Linked DNA regions of Pan troglodytes: region 2 is linked to region 1. A link is a contact called in public HiChIP or PLAC-seq data. All regions are on one chromosome and are shown on one strand. The core of a region is the stretch at or near the end of the contact, and the rest is flanking DNA. Distances in the headings are between cores, read along the strand shown.

Region 1 (6,613 bases), core at 730-3,229:
CAGTGACAGAGTTAGAAAGAATCATGAATCAGATGACTGAAAGATCCTCTGAGGCTCTTCCAACTGGGAGATTGGATTGCATGTTGCCAAGCTAGTCCAAACTTCGTTTTAAAAACTTCCATAGGCTGGGCATGGTGGCTCATGCCTGTAATCCCAGCACTTTGGGAGGATGAGGCTTGAACTCCTTGAGCCCAGGAGATCAAGATTAGCCTGGGTAACATAGGGAGACCCTGCCTCTATTTAAAAAAGAAAAGAAAAAAACTTCTGTACAGGATTCATTTGGAATAGCACTTCTCAACCTCAGCTATTGACATTGGGGACCAGATAATCCTTCGTGGTGGGGCTGTCCTGTGCCTTGCAGGATGTTTCGTGGCATCCCTGGCCTCTACCCATGAGATACGAGCAGCTCCTTCCCTCCTCCAGCTGTGACAACCAGAAAGTCTTCAGATATTGACAGATGTCCGCAGGGGGGACAGAACTACCCCCTGTTGAGAACCACTGCCCCCTGTTGAGAGCCTTCCCAATAGCTGTGACTACAGGCATGTGCCACCATGCCCAGCTAATTTTTTTAAAACAAGTTTTTTGTAGAGATGGGATCTTGCCATGTTGCCCAGGTTGATATCGAACTCCTGGGCTCAAGCAATCCTCTCACCTGGGCCTCCCAAAGTGCTGGGATTACAGGCGTGAGCTACTACGCCTTGCTCCTTGTTTTTCTTTATTTCATTGAGTCAGAGTCTTGCTTTGTCATCCAGGCTGCAGTGCAGTGGCATGATCATAGCTTACTGCAGCCTCGAACTCCTGGGCTCAAGAGATCTTCCTGCCTCAGCTTCCCAAGGTGCAGGGATTACAGAATCATATTTTTTATCTGACTTTAAGCACGGTCTCTATCTCCCCCAGTCGTGACAAACAACGTTTCCCTCCAGACTGCCAAATAGCTCCAGGAGGACAAACCCCGCCCCCCCTTTTCAACCCGAAGCGGAAGGATATTGAGGTTGCACCACTCAAAACAGAGCAGGAATACAAAAATATCCAAAGAGCTGGTGTTGGGCTTGGCACAATGGCTCACGCCTGTAATCCCAGCACTTTGGGAGGCAGAGACGGGTGGATCACCTCAGGTTGGGAGTTCGAAACGAGACCAGCCTAACATGGTGAAACCCCGTCTCTACTAAAAATACAAAATTAGCTGGGCGTGGTGGTGCATGCCTGTAATCCCAGCTACTCGGGAGGCTGAGGCAGGAGAATCACTTGAACCCAGGAGGCGGAGGTTGCAGTGAGCCGAGATGGCACAGGTGTGAGCCACAGAGCCTGGCCTGGGCTGCGTTCTTTCAGGAGGCTCTGGGGCGAATCTGTTCCCTCGTGTCTTCCAGCTTCCAGAGGCTACTGGCACCCTTTGGCTTATGGTTCCTTCCTCCATCTTCAAAGCCATTAACTTCGGTTGTGACTTTCTTACAGCCAATCACTCTGACCCCAATCCCAGCCTCCTTTGTCACATCTGCTTCTCTGACTGTGGCTCTCCTGTCCCCCTCTTGTAATCACCCTTATGATCACATGGGGCCCACCTGGACAATCCCGGGGCATCTCTGCATCTCAAGATGCTCAACTTAATCAGATCTGCAAAGTCCCTTTTGATATACAAGGTAACATCTTCACAGGTTTCAGGGATTAGGATTAGGACATAGACATCTTTAGGGGGAACCCTTATTCTGCCTACCGAGGTGAAGAGGTGAAGCCGGCTGGGCTTCTGGGTTGGGTGGGGACTTGGAGAACTTTCCCGTCTAGCTAAAGGATTGAAAACACACCAATCAGTGCTCTCTGTCTAGCTAAAGGTTTGTAAACACACCAATCAGCACTCTGTAAAAACGGACCAATCAACATTCTGTAAAATGGACCAATCAGCGCTCTGTAAAATGGACCAATCAGCAGGATGTAGGCAGGGCCAAATAAGGGACTAAAAACTGGCAGTCCAGCCAGCAGTGGCAACCCGCTCGGGTCCCCTTCCACGCTGCGGAAGCTTTGTTCTTTCCTTCAGGCAGGTTGGAGTCTTGCTTTGTCACCCAGGCTGGAGTGCAGTGGCATGATCATAGCTCACTGCAGCCTCGAACACCTGGGCTCAAGAGATCCTCTTGCCTCAGCTTCCCAAGATGTGGGGATTACAGACTCGTATTTTTTATTTATCTAACTTTAAGCACGGCCTCTACCTCCCTCAGTCGTGACAAACAACGTTTCCCTCTAGACTTCCAAATAGCTCCAGGAGGACAAAACCCCCCTTTTTCAACCCGAAGCTTAAGGATATTGAGGTTGCACCACTCAAAACAGAGCAGGAATACATAAATATCTAAAGAGCTGGTGTTATCTCAGTGATATCCCTTCCTTTTTTTTTTTTTTTTTTTTTTTTAGCTTCGGTGACACCCTACTCTCCTGGTCTTCTCCCTACCTCGCTAGTCACTCCTCCCAGTCTCCTTTCCTGTGCTTAAATTTCAGAGTACCCCAGGCGTTGGCCTGGGTCTTCCGCTCTCCACTTAAACTTACTCCTTTGAGGTTTTCAATCTGGTTCTCCAGCTTTAAACAGCATCTCCATTGATAAACTCACAAAATAAGGCACTTTCAAGTCAATGGAGGAAATGATAGTATTGGGACAAAGGACTTTCCCCGTACACGGGAGAAAAAAAATCGTTCGTCGCTGTGGGAGGGCTGCCGGGTCTCGTCCACGCTCCCTTTTGAGCACCTACAGTGAGCGTAGGATTGCCACGGATAGCCCAATCCACAAGTGAGTCAAGCTGCCAGGGCTCCAAGAAAGACCCATGGAGGGAGAGGGGAACGTCCGGGGAGGCGAAGGCTGCGAGTGAGACCCGGAGAGGCTGATGTCGGCGGGTCTGCGCGCTCGCAACGCGACCCCCGCCCGGTCAGCAAGACCTCGGCGCGCGATCCTCAGATTCTGCGAAACAAGACAAGCGACTGGGTCCGAGACCGCGGTCCCCATCAAAACGAGCATCAACCAATCGCTGGGAGAAATCGGCAGCCTCGTTTTAAGCCACCAAGCAGAGACCGCGGCGACCTATTATGATAACCTCGAGAACCAATGAAAAACGGGGATTCGCTCAGCCCGCCTCCCGAGCTTCAACCCCGAAGAGATCGCGCAGAGTTTTATAAAAGGTACAAATTAGAAAACAGTTCTGCGGCTGGATTAGAGACATTGTGTTCTCAAAGACGGTGGGGAGGGCTAGAGAAAAATCCTAGAAGCTAGCAAGACCGCACTACACCGAAACGTCGCGGGCAACGGACTCGCCAGTCACCATCTAGCCCAGGGACGACGCGGGACGGACGTGCCGCTGCGCGCTGACATCACGCTCCAGGCCCCGCCCCACCGGCCGCCCATATAGCGTAAGCCTGGCGCGCGCGCGCGCCATTGTGTGGCTGGACTCGGCCGCCCCTGTGGTGTGAGGCGCGTGTTCGGGCTCTTGCCGTCCCCGCACCCGCACCGCGGCTACTGGCTTGCGGTCCGCCGTTCGACAACCAGCCCTTGGGCCCCCGCCCGCCACGGACATGCCGCGCGTCTACATAGGACGCCTGAGCTACAACGTCCGGGAGAAGGACATCCAGCGCTTTTTCAGTGGCTATGGCCGCCTCCTCGAAGTAGACCTCAAAAATGGGTGAGTCGGGCCTGGGCGCCCGCGCCCAGCGTCCCAGGCCTGGTGGCGGCGGGAACTCTCCAAGGAAAGAAGCGGCCAAGGCCGCGGCGCCGCGTGGCAGGGCCTCAAAGATGGCGACGGCGCGGCGTCGCGGGGGCGCGCGGTGGGGTACGGGCGCGCGCACGGGCGCGCCCTGGCTAACGACTCCCCCGCCGTTGTCCGGCCCTCGCACCGCCCCTAGGTACGGCTTCGTGGAGTTCGAGGACTCCCGCGACGCCGACGACGCCGTTTACGAGCTGAACGGCAAGGAGCTCTGCGGCGAGCGCGTGATCGTAGAGCACGCCCGGGGCCCGCGTCGCGATCGCGACGGCTACAGCTACGGAAGCCGCAGTGAGTCCCACCCCCGCGCGCTCCGCGCCCTTGGGGACCCTGGGGGCGGGGGTGGGTGGGGTGGGGCCTCCCAGCCCGGGCAGGCGCGAGGGCCGGGGGTCGTTTGACTTGGGTGTCCCCGAGCCCCGCTGCCTTCACGTCTGCCCGGGGCAGCCATGGGACGCCGGAGCGCGGGGATTGGGTTTGGGTGTTTGGTTTTGTTTATTTGCCAAGTTGGGAGGTGGGTGGCTTCTTCTGGCCCCTTGTCAGCACTGTCACGGGTTCTTCCCCCAGAGGAAGTAAGGGGTGGCTGTATTTGTTGTATCCTCCTTACTTACCTATCAGTGCATTAGTTAGAGGTTCGGGGGCAGGCTCGGGTGGAGGTGGGGTAGGGGGCGCGGGGGACGGGGAAGGGGAGGAGCATAAAGTATAGGTCTTAAAGCTATGGAACTTGATGGGGGCCAAAGAATGTACTATTTTTAAGTAATGTGGTATTGTACCACAAAGTAGATCTAAATAAGCTTTATGCTGTATTTGAACTAATTGGGGCATGTTATTGGGAGGAGGTTGGGGGGATTTTTGGTTATGTTAAATGTTTGATGTTTAAATTGTTGCATGTTGAATTCAAACTTTTTAACAAGTCCTTGATGTTTCAATTTGAAAGTGACCAATGGGGCTGAGGCTGTGTCCACTGAGGCTAAGATGACTGCCTTTCCTGATTGGCCTTGGCTTTTCCATACATTGTGTGACCCTTGCCCTATGACCCTTTGGCTGACCTTACCGGAAGCCATGACGACAGCAGCCTTTTGCCATTAGACGCAGGGTGATGGTGAGGATTCCAAGGGTTAGACAAAACTGGTTAATCTGAACTAGGTGACTGTTACCTTGCGTGTTTTGTGGCCAAACCACCACCAAAAACCTCACACTGTGATGTAAGTACTTAGTGTAAAACTAGTAAACATTTTTGTAAAATGTAGAAATGCATGTAATCAGTTAAGTTTTATATTTTACAATGTTCTGTAAAATAAAACTTAGCGAGGTAAATCGAATAAAGGAGCAGTCACTCTCTAACAGATTGTAGGAGAGGTTTAGTTGGATTTAGTCTATTTGACTTGCCCTTAATTTAATTTTATGGCAAATCACAAATGTGTCGAAGGTTTAGCAATATAATAGCAAAGTCCTACTCCAGTAAATAAAAGTTGATATGTTTGTACTAACTTTCAAAGACATTATGCGTTTTTATCATTACAAGGCATCTAATTGTTCCCTTCATGTGATAAAGGTGGTGGAGGTGGATACAGCAGTCGGAGAACATCTGGCAGAGACAAATACGGACCACCTGTTCGTACAGAATACAGGCTTATTGTAGAAAATCTTTCTAGTCGGTGCAGTTGGCAAGATTTAAAGGTATGTTTTGTAATTCAAGATAGAAATGATATGACTAATGCTTTAAAGTAAACTCCTTTTATATTCTTATTTCTGGGAATTTATTATGGTATATAGATGTTTTAAGATTTCCAAGTCTGACCAATCTTGTCTTTCAGGATTTTATGCGACAAGCAGGTGAAGTAACCTATGCGGATGCCCACAAGGAACGAACAAATGAGGGTGTAATTGAGTTTCGCTCCTACTCTGACATGAAGCGTGCTTTGGACAAACTGGATGGCACAGAAATAAATGGCAGAAATATTAGGCTTATTGAAGATAAGCCACGCACAAGCCATAGGCGATCTTACTCTGGAAGCAGATCCAGGTAACTTGTTGAAGGACACTGTGGGAAGGAAACAATATTTGCCAATAAAAAGGGAGTAATTGAGTGATGTCAATTGTTGCCTACTTGAATTAAAGCCAGCTTTTAGTTTGTTTTGGCTGTGCATCATTGCGTTCTTTTCTAGATGTTTTGAACAGTGTATTTAATTTCGTAGTAAAGAAAAACATTATTCTTTGGCTTATCTATTTTTGCCAGATGGTACGGATGTATTTAAGTTGGATTGGGATTACGACTTCATTGTTTTTCTCCTAATAGGTCTCGATCTAGAAGACGGTCACGAAGTAGGAGTCGCAGGAGCAGCCGCAGTAGATCTCGAAGTATCTCAAAAAGTCGCTCCCGGTAAATAACGTTGTGTTGAGTCACTGTGAATATTACCGTACTTGTTTATGGAGTATGTGTACATTCTCACAAAGTATTGAGAAAATCGGTCTTTCCTTGTCCAGTTCCAGGTCGCGGAGCAAAGGTCGATCACGTTCTCGATCAAAAGGCAGGAAATCTAGATCAAAGAGCAAATCTAAGCCCAAGTCTGATCGGGGCTCCCATTCACATTCTCGAAGCAGATCTAAGGATGAGTATGAGAAATCTCGAAGCAGGTCTCGGTCCCGATCCCCCAAAGAAAATGGAAAGGGTGATATAAAGTCAAAATCCAGATCAAGGAGCCAGTCCCGTTCCAATTCGCCGCTACCTGTTCCACCCTCAAAGGCCCATTCTGTGTCCCCTCCACCAAAAAGAGCTACTTCAAGATCCCGTTCTAGATCTCGCTCAAAGTCAAGATCAAGGTCCAGGTCGAGTTCCAGAGATTAACTCAGAACTCCTTGTTTGCACACTATTATGGAACACTTTC
Region 2 (6,820 bases), core at 128-2,627, 140 kb after region 1:
AAGGTGTTACTGTTACCCAGGTCCCAGACTCCTGGCCTCAAGCAGTCCTCCCACCTTGGCCTCCCAAAATGCTGGGATTACAGGCAGAAGCCACTTCATCTGACCAAAGAGAATTCTCAAATCACCCTCTTCTCCACTTTCTTTTTTGAGACAAAGTCTCACTGTGTTGCCTAGGCTAGAGTGCGGTGGCACCATGACGGCTCACTGCAGCCTCAACCTCCTAGGATCAATCAGTCTCCCACCTCAGTCTCCCAAGCAGCTGGGACTACAGGCGCGCGCCACCACGCCCAGGTAATTTTTCCTATTTTTAGTAGATACCGGGTTTCGCCATGTTGCCTAGGCTGGCCTCGAACTCCTGGGCTAAAGAGATCCACCTGCCTCAGCCTCCCAAAGTGCTGGGATTACAGGAGAGAGCCGCTGCGCCCGGCCCGTCTCCACTTTTAAAATTTCGAGTGACAGAAATTGTGGAAAGCAACACGAGTTGTATGTGTTTTAATATCCTAAACTCGAAGACAAACATAAATGTAAATAAAAACTGTCAGAGCTCTCTGCAATCTTCAGTTTGGGTCTTCCAGGCTGCTGCAGGGTTGTTCACAAATCCACACACCTCTAAAGGCAGGCACAGAGCACTTTCCTGGGTAGTCGGGTGGCCTGTTGGTAGTTGCAGGCGTCTGGTTTCCCACCTTAATGGCGATGGCAGGGCAACCTGTATTGGTGGTGCTTTTGCACAAGCAGTTCTTTCTGCCCGGAACGCCCTTCCCCAGCCTTTGCCTTAATGAATACCACTCTCTCTTCAAATCTCTGCTCAACAGGGGCGCCTTTTTGACCAGCTTAGTCGTTAGACTCCCTAATACAGTTCATAGTTTTCACATTTTTGTAGAATCTATTCAAGTTCTAACTCCCCGCCATGCTCGCCGGCGCTCAAGCCTAGTACCATGGCAAGCAAAGATGCGGAGTTAATAAAACAGAATTATACGCTGTTATCATTCTCAACACTAAACCTGCGCACCCTTTTCCGTTAAGTAGTTCCCAATAGTCCACCCCAGCCTTCCGCCCGGCCCCGCCCTCGCCTGGCTCCACTCTGCTCCTGCGCCTTGGGAATCGAAGCTGGGGCGTTCTCCAACCCCCCCGCGATGGAAGCCTTCACTATTCTCCTCCCTGTGGGTGGAGGGAAGTTTGGGCACTTGGGTCCTACCGTTGTTATTAGTCTTTACTCGTAATTGAGACTAAAGAACAAAATTAAATGGGTTTATTTTTGGTGAAAAGTTAATTCTCCTTATGTTTGGATTTGCCCCTCATGCACCAAATGGTACAGCCCCACATCAGTCAGGCTGCCTACCCCTGACGCCTGCGACGGAGAGGCGCCTTCCGTGATGTCGTCATCACGTCGGCCGGAGCTAGCGCTGCGTCTTGGGCCACGCCTCCCGGCGCACCGACGCGCCTCTCCGGTTACTAAGCGGCCTTGGATACCTGGCCGCGGGATGCTGGGCGGCGTCAGGTGACCGGTGGTCGCTGGGCCTCAGGTAAAGGGCTCCAACAGTGGTGGGCCGGCTGGGGCGTTGGTGCGGCCTGGGAGCTGGCGAGGGACTCGCCACACTCTTCGAGGCCGCTGGGCCGGTCATAGAACATCCAGGGTCCCCCGGGGTGAAGTAAACTGTGGGCGCGGACGTAGCCCGGGTTCCTGGCGCCCCGGCTGGGCGCCCATCTCCACGGCCTCGGGTGGTGCAGGTGTTTAGTCGTTCCGCTGACTATGAAAGAGCATGGGACGAGGAATCGTACAGTCTTAATCTCTCTTCTGTCGTGGCTGCGACCCCTCGGTATTCATGTGGGAAAATACTGATTTGACTGGTAATGTTATTGAAAAGAAAGCGAGAGAATGGTTTGGCAGCGTTACCCAAATATTTGTTATTTTTATAGTTTTAAAGGCCTTATACTGTTATTAAGGAAATGCATTTCTGACTAAGTCTGACAGTACAGGAACGCAGACCTGCTACTCTCACCAGGGGCTGAACTAACAGAACAAAAAAAGATAGATGTATCACGGTGGTGGGACCATGGAGGGGGCAGTTTTTGAACTGGACAAAACGATGTTAAAGTGCTTAAAGAAGAATAAATATGTGAAAGTAGCCAGGAAAATTCTAAAATTAATGCTAATAAGGGAGATTAGCTCTCCAGAACCACCAGATATTATAACATAAAGGTATAGCAATTAAACTAGCATAGAAGATGGGTGCAGCAGTGTGGGCCCGTAGTCCTGGCTACTTGGTAGGCTGAGGCGGCAGGATCCCTTGAGCCCAGGAGTCAGAGACCAGCATGGGTATCAAAAGGAAACCCTGTCTCTGAAAATAAATAAATTAATTTAAAAAGTTTGGAACTCAGCAGGAGCTTACAGGTAGATAAAATATATTAGAACTCAGAATAAGAGCGATTTATATATAGGGATTTATTATATAGGCGAGGTGGTACTGTATTTCAAATCAGCATTGAAGAGATGAATTGGGGTCAGGCAGCTTTTTTAGCAATTTAGAAAATAATTAAACCAGTCGAGCGAGGTGGCTCACACCTGTAATCCCAGCACTTTGGGAGGCCAAAGCGGGTGGATCACTTGAGGTCAGGAGTTCCAGACCAGCCTGGCCAACCTGGTGAAACACCGTCTCTACTATGGCGCGCGCCTGTAATCCCAGCTACTGGGGAGGCTGAGGCAGGAGAATTGCTTGAACTTGGGAGGCGGAGGTTGCAGCGAGCCGAGATTGCACCACTGCACTCCAGCCTGGGTGACAGAGCGAGACTATGCTTTGAAAAAGAAGGAAAAAAAAAAAAAAAGGAATGAAGCCCATTTTGAGCACCACAATAATTTCCAAATGGACTAAAATTTAAATGTTAAAAAATTACATCACGAATTAGCCGGGTGTGTTTGGGCGCCTGTAGTCCCAGCCGCTTGGGAGGCTGAGGCACGAGAATCTCTTGAATCTGGGAGGCAGAGGTTGTGGTGAGCCGAGATCGTGCCACTGCACTCCAGCTTAGGCCACAGAGCAGACTCTGTCTCAAAAAAAAAAAAAATTACGTCATGAAGTACTGAAGTAAAGCATTGTTGAATTTATTTATAATCTTAGAATGACAAAAAACTCTTCTAAATGTTTCATGTCATCCAGAAGCCAGAAAGGAAAAGATTCATACTTTTAACTCTATAAAATTTAAAATCTATATGGCCTGCAAAATTCAACCAAACCAAAAAAACTACCAGAAGCCAAATAAAGTTATGAAAATGTTTGTTTAATGATCAATTAGAAAATTATGAAACCCGACTGGGTGCAGTGGCTCATGCCAGTAAACCACCACTTTGGGAGATTGAGGTAGGAGGATCACTTGAGGTCAGGAGTTCAAGGGCAACATAGCAAGACCTTGCTTCTACAAAACATTTAAAAATTAGCTGGACACTGGTGCGCGCCTGTAGTCCCAGCTACCCAGGAGGTTGAAGTGGGATGATTGCTTGAGCCTGGGAGGTCAAGGCTACAGTGAGTTGTGATTGCAGCACTGCACTCCCAGCCTGGGTCACAGAGTGGGACTTTTATCTCAAATAATAATAAGAAGAAGTTTTTAAAAAGAAAAATTTAAAGAGAAAAATGATCAAGAGTACCTGGACAAGAAAATCAGAAGAAATACAAGTGGCAAAAATCTATAGCAAGAGACAACTATCTCACTAACTTCAAAGTGGAAATTAAAACAGTAATGAGGGGGGTTTTTTGGCCCTTTATTGGCAAACATGACAAAGACTGGAAATAGGATTGTGTGGAAACAGAAGTGTGTTAGTGGAAATATCAATGAGTATAACTTTTTGGAGGGCAATTTGGAAATGATTTACTCAGCCATTCAATAGGTAAGAATCTCTACAAATATGCAAATTGCAGAAAAACATGTTGTTTAACATTGATGTTTTTAGTATTGTTTTAGAAAATATTTGATAAAAGATGTCAGCCAGTAGATGACTGGTTAAATAAATTATGGTAGATCCATAAAATGAATACTGTGTAGCTGTTTTTGTTGTTGTTGTTGTTTAAAGACAGGGTCTTGCTGTGTTCTCCAGGCTGGAGTGCAGAGTGGCGTGATTGTGGCTCACTGCAGCCTTAACCTCTTGGGCTCAAGCAATCCTTTCACCTCAGCCTCCCAAATAGCTGGGACTACAGATATGTGCCACCATGCCCTGCTAATTTTTTTTGTAGAGATGTGGTTTTATCATGTTATCCAGGCTGGTCTGGAACTGCTGAGCTCAAGCAATCCTCCCACCTCAGCCTCTCAAAGTGCTGGAGTTACAGGCGTGAGCCACTGCACCCAGCCCTGTGTAGCTGTTTAAAAGAATATGGTAGATCCATGTGTACTGACAAAGAAAGATGTCAAATATACAAGGTTAGGTGAAACAGGTGTTTCAGAATAATGCATATGGTAAGATCCTATTTCATAAAATAAAACTGTAAGTTAATATATGTATAAAAAGAATCTCGAGCTGGGTGCAGTGGCTCACACCTGTAATCCCAGCACTTTGGGAGGCCAAGGCAGGTGGATCACGAGGTCAGGAGTTTGAGACCAGCCTGACCAACATGGTGAAACCCCGTCTCTACTGAAAATACAAAAATTAGCTGGGCATGGTGATACGTGCCTGTAATCCTGGCAACTCAGGAGGCTGAGGCAGGAGAATCGCTTGAACCCGGGAGATGGAGGTTGCAGTGAGCCAAGATCACACCATTGCACTCCAACCTGGGAGACAGAGCAAGACTCCGTCTCAAAAAAAAAAGAAAAATAGAATCTAGAAGACTATACCCCGCGTTTAACAGTAGTTAGCAGTAATGAATCAGGTTGGAAACATGGTCTTGGGACACAAGAGCAGGGTGATGGCAGGGCAGGGCCATAGGTGTAGGCTGTTGGGAGGATCTGGGCAAGAGGCAGAAAGCAAAAGCGGGTAGGGGAGGGCTGGGTTGGTTTTGGTCTTAGGTTTCTGTGCTATGCTTTTGCATTTCACTCTCAACCTTTGAGAATTGTAGGAGTTTCCTAGATAGGTTTCAGTTGTATACCCTTTCTTGATAAATTAGTAGTAGAAGGCAACTATTTATTACTTTTAGGGTCTTTGGAATATTGTTTATTGATTTTCTGATCCCATCTTTCTTCCATAAGGTAACCATGGAGAAAGAGCTGCGGAGCACCATTCTTTTCAATGCCTACAAAAAGGAGATATTTACCACCAACAATGGCTATAAATCCATGCAGAAAAAACTTCGGAGTAATTGGAAGATTCAGAGGTGACTGACCATGTATATTGTTTTCCCTTCTAAATGATATTGTCCTGCTGATAAAGCTGAGAAGTCTTTATTTTCTTAGGTAACATAGATTGTTTAGGTGGGAGAAGCTCAATTTAAAGATTATTCAGAATTAGGTCTGGCGTGGTGGCTCACACCTGTAATCCCAGCAGTTTGGGAGGCTGAGGCGGGCGGATCACGAGGTCAAGAGATCAAGACTGGCCGGCACGGTGGCTGACACCTGTAATCCCAGCACTTTGGGAGGCCAAGGTGGGCGGATCATGAGGTCATGGGTTCGAGACAAGCCTGGACAAGATGGTGAAACCCCATCGCTACTAAAAATTAAAAAAAAAAATTAGCCAAGTGTGGTGGTGGGCGCCTGTAATCCCAGCTCCTTGGGAGGCTGAAGCAGAGAATTGCTTGAACCCGGGAGGCAGAGGTTGCAGTGAGCCGAGATTGTGCCACTGCGCTCCAGCCTGGGCAACAGAGTGAGACTCCGTCTCAAAAAAAAAAGAAAGATCAAGACCATCCTGGCCAACATGGCGAAACCCCGTCTCTACTAAAAATACAAAAATCAGCTGGGCATGATCGTGCGTGCCTATGGTCCCAGCTGCTCAGGAGGCTGAGGCAGGAGAATCACTTAAATCCAGGAGGTGGAGGTTACAGTAAGCCGAGATTGCGCCACTGCACTCCAGCTTGGTGACAGAGCGAGACTCTGTCTAAAAAAATAAAAAAACATTATTCAGAATGAAATAAATTCTTATTAAAACGTCTCTTGGGCAGGACGCGGTGGCTCATGCCTGTAATCCCAGCACTTTGGGAGGCTGAAGCAGGCAGATCACTAGAGGTCAAGAGTTGGCGACCAGCCTGGCCTACATGGCAAAACCTCATCTCTACTGAAAATACAAAAATTAGCCAGACATGATGGTGCATGCCTATAATCCCAGCTACTAAGGAGGCTGAGGCACAAGAATCCCTTGAACCCAGGAAGTGAATGCCTGCAGTGAGCCGAGATCATGCCACTGCACTCCAGCCTGGGCAACAGAGGGAGACTCTGTCAAAAACAAAAATTAAAAAAAATGTCTTTCGAAATCAGCAATTAGGATATTATTAAAGCAGCATATTATTAAGTTGTTTTCCAAATCACAAGCCAAAAGATTATTCTAATTATACACATGTAGCTTTTTAAGATGTTAGAGGCTTTCTTCGTATTTTGACTCAGGTCAGTACTAGGGAAAGGAAACATGAGAATTAAATGAGAATAACTTTGTGTATGTGCATGTTTTTCTTAATAGGTGAGGATATGTAATCATACAAGCTAATGGTAGGGCTGATTGAATTAGTAGTTGAAGACTTCCTTATGCTTTAGCATGGCTTGATTTGAACACCTTGACTTACTGGAAGTATTTGAACAGAGGCCAGATGACTCTGGGGCAGGCCTGTAGAGGGAATTCTCACTTTGGGAGAGAGACTGGACCAGTTACCTGTAAATCCCTTCATCTCTGAGCCTCTGTGGCCTCTGCTTCCAAATA

The links. HiChIP or PLAC-seq counts read pairs in DNA pulled down with a chosen protein or histone mark.
Region 2: an H3K4me3 HiChIP or PLAC-seq map of stem cell-derived excitatory neurons shows a contact between it and region 1, with 4 times the contacts expected there. The contact joins the promoter of IFT52 here to the promoter of SRSF6 in region 1. A contact is called at or near these places in 1 of 7 Hi-C or Micro-C datasets (stem cell-derived neural progenitor cells) and 1 of 1 datasets of contacts at active chromatin or transcription factors (stem cell-derived excitatory neurons).

The regions. Positions count from the first base shown.
Region 1 is chr21:49,719,984-49,726,596 of NHGRI_mPanTro3-v2.0_pri, forward strand. It overlaps SRSF6 (serine and arginine rich splicing factor 6), which reads left to right and starts at 1,980. Exons shown (of 6, transcript XM_016937936.3): 1 at 1,980-3,650; 2 at 3,871-4,019; 3 at 5,281-5,405; 4 at 5,543-5,751; 5 at 6,025-6,108; 6 at 6,213-6,613. The coding sequence starts at 3,544. The coding sequence ends at 6,573.
Region 2 is chr21:49,855,794-49,862,613 of NHGRI_mPanTro3-v2.0_pri, forward strand. It overlaps IFT52 (intraflagellar transport 52), which reads left to right and starts at 1,378. Exons shown (of 14, transcript XM_016937943.3): 1 at 1,378-1,523; 2 at 5,167-5,291.